Linked DNA regions of Danio rerio: region 2 is linked to region 1. A link is a contact called in public Hi-C data. All regions are on one chromosome and are shown on one strand. Each heading gives the region's core, a stretch centred on a gene start, on an enhancer-like site or on the middle of the called end of the contact. The rest is flanking DNA. Distances are from core to core; before and after follow the strand shown.

What was found. Hi-C and Micro-C count contacts between places; a contact is called where the count stands out from the background.
Region 2: a Hi-C map of gastrula embryo shows a contact between it and region 1, with 3 times the contacts expected there. The contact joins two enhancer-like sites. A contact is called at or near these places in 3 of 18 Hi-C or Micro-C datasets (embryo, gastrula embryo and an unstated tissue).

What each region holds. Positions count from the first base shown.
Region 1 is chr19:16,963,834-16,967,233 of GRCz12tu, reverse strand. No RefSeq gene overlaps it. Among named protein-coding and RNA genes, the nearest start is that of cited4a, 49 kb to the left of the region's middle. Within about 2 kb of position 1,998, at least 49 of the 62 cell types and tissues checked have an H3K27ac peak or open chromatin away from gene starts, as enhancers often do.
Region 2 is chr19:17,053,605-17,056,826 of GRCz12tu, reverse strand. No RefSeq gene overlaps it. Among named protein-coding and RNA genes, the nearest start is that of cited4a, 41 kb to the right of the region's middle. Within about 2 kb of position 1,661, at least 42 of the 62 cell types and tissues checked have an H3K27ac peak or open chromatin away from gene starts, as enhancers often do.

The sequences.
Region 1 (3,400 bases), core at 749-3,248:
TCACGTCATATCGGTGAGAGTTGTGCGTGGCTTTCAGTGCAATGTGAACAAAAGATATATTAGATGAATTATTACAAATTGTTAAAATGATTATGTATGTATGAACGCAGATGATAACAATAGTTTATTTAAATACTTACCTAATATAAAGCTTAAATGTGATACCTGTAACCATGATTATTCTTCAGACTATATAATCATACAAACAAAATCTATAATTGTTGCATCTCTAATTGTAATGCAGTTAAAAACCTACCAAAACATGAATGTGTTTGAATGTGGAAGAAGCCTACTTAAGCAATGCACTGCTTTTGTTGTGCTTTGAAATACAACACTTGAATGTTTGTAAAAAAAATTAAAAAAGCCACATTGTACAATGCAGTGATGTTATGTAGTTTCAAAATACAATATATTTTATTGTAGAAATGTACAACTTGGGTGTCTTGTGAGCAAAAACACAACATATGGGCTCTTACATGTCATCACTCATATTGCAAGTCATATCTCTCCAGCCCCTCATTTGGAATGCTTTTCAAGAACTGGCCCCTAAGACAAACTAATTGAATAGCCCTGCCATAGAGCAAAGCAGACAGCAAATTGGGATAATGCAAGTTTGCATACTCCTGGTATGGTAACAGTGGCTGAATCCTGTCACTGAAAACAACCAAGTAGTTTATTCTTTTAAGGTTTAAATCTTCTGAGCGTATCTAAGTTTTGTTGCACGGTTGTGCTGCATTCATTTGTTTATTAGCAGCTGTTAATTAAGTTACAGGTTTGATAGTGATTAGAACTTGAAGTGGCAATGAGTCTTAAAATATTCTAAGATAGTCTTTCAAAAGTCTTAGGTATTGAAATTTCCTTTAGGATTCCTGCATATACCCTGTGTTATGATCAGGAGGAAGAAGAAACTGGTCCATGTAACAGTTACTGAGAAATAGCCTGTCAAAGTCTGACAAAGTCCCATACATAAAAGTTTCTGCTGTCCCTTCCTTGTATAGCAAATGGCCGATAAGTCCCTCATTGGAACATAGGTTATTGTTTCAAAAATCATAAAATTCACAGGAACAAACATAGCACTAGGTTGGCTACACTGTGGTATTGTTGTGAAAATTAAGTCTAACACTTTATTCTGCGCAGCCGAATCTCCATCTGTCAGAGATCATCATCTTCTAGTCATGATAAGTCCTGTGATCCACCATGCTCTCCTAGTGTCTGAAGGTAAAGGTGCGTTGACATTTTACCGGATCCGGCACTTCATATTTTGTGATGTACCATATCGACGTTGATGCATCAAGTAAAAAATCTGAAGCCAACAGGATTCATTTATTTAACTCTGAGTCGACTATTTCGTTAAAGAATCAATAGCTTTTCAGATATAAACCTGGATGTTTTCATTTAATTTGTGCTGTTACAAAATACATGGATGGTCATTTTTAAAAACCAATAATAGGGGCTTAAAGGAATGTGTCACTCTTGTATATATATATATATATATATATATATATATATATATATATATATATATATATATATATATATATATATATATATATATATATATATATATATGTATTTTTTATTCAGTCCTTAATGTCACACCAGTGCATGTAACAGTGAAATACTGCAATAAAGAAATAAAACCATGAAAACCATAGAGTCATCCCTGATCCTAAATTAAACAATTTAAATTAGTTCATCATTGCATAACACAGTGTGAGAAGACCATGCTATTAACACAGTTAATCCAACTGAGTGTTGAATGGAGTGTAATGGACGACTAAGGAATCGTGGGGGAGTCCTGAAGTGCCAGTGTGACTCATTCCCTGCACCCTTTGCTTCTGAGGTACAGCTCCCATCTTTTCCCAAAGGCCATCACCCACTCACTGTCTGGGAAAGCGAACCAGCGCACAAACCCCCAGAGGTAACTCCACACTCTCTCACACACATTCAAGTGTGTTGAAGTCCGCAGGTATTGTGTGCCTCCCACGCAGCCAAGCTGTGAGTCATATCGGCGGCCAATGACAGAGCGGGGAATTTATGATGCAAGCAAGCATGCTGACTCAGCCATGCAAATGTGTGCGTGCTCAGAGAATACAGCTGCGTTACTCATGAGGCTCAAGTATATACATATACACCCCTACATAAACACTACTGTAAATACGCCTCCACAGTAGAAGCACATTTTCCCATTACAAGTCCACAAATACACACACACACACACACACAATATACTGGTATTGCTGTTACTCCAAAGATTTTCTATTTCTACAAAAAGAACAGAAAATAAAATAAGTGACATAAAATAACTGAGTTATTTAATTTATTTATTTATTTTTTTGATTACCACTCTCATTTCTAAGCCTTCAGAAGATATGTTGGTGGGACCATGGTATATTTATGCTATATGGTAACACCATAACACAAGTGTGCACTGTGACTATGTTAATTAAAATATTAATTTACCATAGTATTACTAAATGTGTAAATTTATATTGTGTAAATATATATATATATATATATATATATATATATATATATATATATATATATATATATATATATATATATATATATATATATATATATATATATTTTTTTTTTTTTTAATAGATGTATTAAACCTTTCCCAGTATTTATTTATTTTTTTAAGTTGCCAGACACAGCCAGAATTGTGGATGCTTTTCATTTGACATACATCAAATGAGCAATATCACACTCGTATACTCGTAAAAAAATGCTTTTCTTACTTAGATTTTTTGTCTTGTTTCTAGTCCAAATATATACAAATTCTTAAACCAAGAAGCATTTTCTAGACAAGCAAAACATATTGTCTTGATTTAAGAAATAATATGCCAAAATGAAGTGAGTTTTTCCTCAAATCAAGCTAAATAATCTGCCAATGGGGTAAGCATTTGTGATAAGATTATTTTGTGATGAGATTATTTTGCTTACCCGATTGGCAGATTATGCAATATTTTGCGATATGGCTGTATATCAGCAATGCCTTAGTGCCCCACCAGTGATGATATACAGCCATATCACACTTCTATGAGTGTGATATTGCTGTTATACAACAGATAAATGGCATAATCATGTATATAAAAAGGAAAATCAAACATGGAACTCTAAAAATTCATTTGTATGAGGAACTACTTACTTTCTGCCATTCATTTACATCTGCAGCTAACGTCAGAACTTCAGAAACCATTGCTACTTCACCAACGTCACTTCAGAGCTAGCGTTTGAATGATTCTTTAGCATAAGGTCTAAAGTAATGACAAAACAGGTGACTTTGCTCAAATTGTAAGACATGCTATCAGTCTAAAGACATTTCCCAGTATAAAAAGCCAAAAAAGGTCCATGACACTCTGTGTAAACATTGTTTCATTCATACATTCAT
Region 2 (3,222 bases), core at 412-2,911, 90 kb before region 1:
GCATTCCATATCAAACAGTATGTGTGTAACATTTTTTTAAGTCTTAAAATGTAAACAACTTCAAACAAATAAAAAAATCAAACAAACAAAATCAAAAAATTCAAAAAAGTTGTTATTTAATAATAATGTCAATAACTCAATTTTGGCAAAAAATGTCAGATAGAATCTTATCATTCTAAAGTGACAACTTCCATCAGTTTGGATCCATTGGGATCCATCCATCCATCCATCCATCCATCTAATGGCTTGTTTCCACTGAGTGGTACGATATAGTACGGTTCGGTTCGGTACGGTATAGTACGGTTCGGTTCGGTACGCTCTTTTGGCCGTTTTCACTATCAAAGGGTACTTAGCAGCGAACCATACCGTACCAAATTTGAGGCCGTAGGTACAGTTGCCTCGAACCGGGCCAAAGCACGCTTGTCCCCCCTCCCGTCTACCCCGACGGCCCATGGGCCTCGGCATGCTTACGTCATCGCTGCTGCGCTGTTCAGTGAGAAGCGCTCTCTCACTCAGCAGCACAGTGAAGATTTCTCTAGTTATATTGTTTCAGTCGTTTGCTGTGCAGTGACATGCAGTCAAATATTTCTAATCAATATTCACAATAAGAAATAATCTTTAAACCAATAAAAGTGCCAAGTTAAGCAGCTATACATTTTAAAGCAATCGTAAATAAATGAAACGTAATAAATAAAAAACTAAAAAAAAAAAAACTTGCTGGACATAAATAAAATAGGGCGACGTAGAGGCGCAGTAGGTAGTGCTGTCGCCTCACAGCAAGAAGGTCTTGGGTCGCTGGTTCGAACCTAGGCTCAAATGGCATTTCTGTGAGGAGTTTGCATGTTCTCCCTGCATACGCGTGGGTTTCCTCCGGGTGCTCCGGTTTCCCCCAGTCCAAAGACATGCGGTACAGGTGAATTGGGTTGGCTAAATTGTCCATAGTGTGTTGTGTGTGTTGTGTGTGTGTGTGTGTGTGTGTGTGTTTCCCAGAGATGGGTTGCGGCTGGAAGGGCATCCGCTGCGTAAAAACCTGCTAGATAAGATGGCGGTTCATTCTGCTGTGGCAACCCCGAATTAATAAAGGGACTAAACCAACAAGAAAATGAATGAATGAATAAATAAAATAGACAGATAGACAGATAGATAGATAGATAGATAGATAGATAGATAGATAGATAGATAGATAGATAGATAGATAGATAGATAGATAGATAGATAGATAGATAGATAGATAGATAGATATTTTAAATTCACAGGGCTTAGAGTCTCTTTCTCAGACTGTAACCTACATTTGATAGGGAGTTCACAAGATTGTCTTATTTCACAAGACAATAAAATTAGATTTCTGTTGACTTTTCTGACTAGGTCGCAATCGAATCTGTCATTTCACAAGTACGACAGAGTAACAAGCTCCAAAATTCAGGTAACTGATAGAAAACAATTACTGTAAGGAACATTTGTGTAAACAGACAGCCAATGAGTTAAAGAGCAGAGTCCTAAAACAAGCAGACAGGCCAAAGATCAGCCACTCTTTGCTGGCGTGTGTTTCCAACAGACCTTCAAACATTCCCAACCCCGCAGACTGTGACCTTCCCCACAGGGTCGCCATGGAGACACCGTTAAGAATCCGCTCGTTCCTAAGCAGCAGTGGCCAGAGTGACTCAGCCAAAGACACAGAGAGACAGACAAAGAGAGAGAGGGAGGACTGGGAAAACCAAGCTTGCTCCAGCAGTTGAACATTGGACCTCAATGTGACATGTAACGTGTTTCATTGTCTGTTACGTCACTCGTTTCATCACTTATTGGAAAACTGAGGGCTCATCTTCTGTCTTCACCCATATAATGCCAGACATTTATGGCACAGTGATTGAATGAGATGTAACATCAAAGTTCTTGACGTGTCATGATACTAAAGTCCCTGTCACATTGAGTGTTTTTACATGCACTCTTACTTTATAATGCACTTATAAAATAATTTTGTCAATATTATGATTATATGTAACTTCATGTAAGGACAGTACTTTGGTTAAACGAATGTTATTAAGCATTCATAATCATATTAGCCACAATTAAGTTATGTGGCATATGCTGATTTTGATTGCACTTGTAAAACACCTCATTGCATTATTACTGCACTGATCAAAGTGTGCATGGACTCGGACATACACAGATACAGTGTGCTGCTCAAAAAATCTCCACAAGTTAACATTTTGGAAGTATTCTGATGTTTTACTTCCACTCTGAATCAGTAAACTGAATTACACATTGATGCAGTTTGTGCTGTGAAAATGAATGTCTTAGTTTCTGGGATATTTACCACTCATGGAAATGTGTTTTGCATTTGATGAAAGCAGATTAAAACAATGACTAGCACTTATGTTATGTGAATAATGTGCAAATAAAATTTAGAATGGTCAAATGATAAATGTTGACAGGGTCTACAAATACATTATTTTTATTATTTTTATTTTTATTGTTGCCCAGTGATGTAATGGAATTAATTAGTATAGGCCCAATAAGTATAGGAATGTAACTAAAACACTTATGTAGTAAATGAAAAGTGTCCTTTTATTAGATTATTGCAGCATGTTTCTTTCTGAAACAGAAATATAACCAACCCAGGCTCATTCGGAAAAAGTACCTCTATGTACATTTCTGGATACGTCCGAGGAGTTACTTTTTTTTTTTTTTTTTACACCTGCTGTTCTCACATAAACCCACAAGAGGCCGCTGTCGACTGACTGTTTGACAGGCTGAATGACTGACTGACAGATCGGCTGACCCACCCTCCTCCTTCCCTAAACCCAACCAATTGTATTGATTGACCTGTCTACCCACTTTCCTAAATCCAACCAACAATTTATAAAAGCAATCCAGAAAAAGAAAAGCCCTCCCCTGGTTTTTAACATGTTTACAGATTTTACCACATTCTCACTCTGTATTAATTTGTTAATTTTATTTTTTGGATTCTGTTTTTGTCTTACCTGCTTTCTGGAACTGTTAATAGGCTAAATTGTCCGTAGTCTATGAGTGTGTATGGATGTTTCCCAGAGATGGGTTGCAGCTGCAAGGGCATCCGCTGTGTAAAACATATGCTGGATAAGTTGGTGGTTCATTCCGCTGTGGCGACCCCAGATTAATAAAGGGACTAAGCCGAAAAGAAAATGAATAAATGAATGAATGAATGACATGCCACGAGCAGTTTTTAATCTAGATCAGACT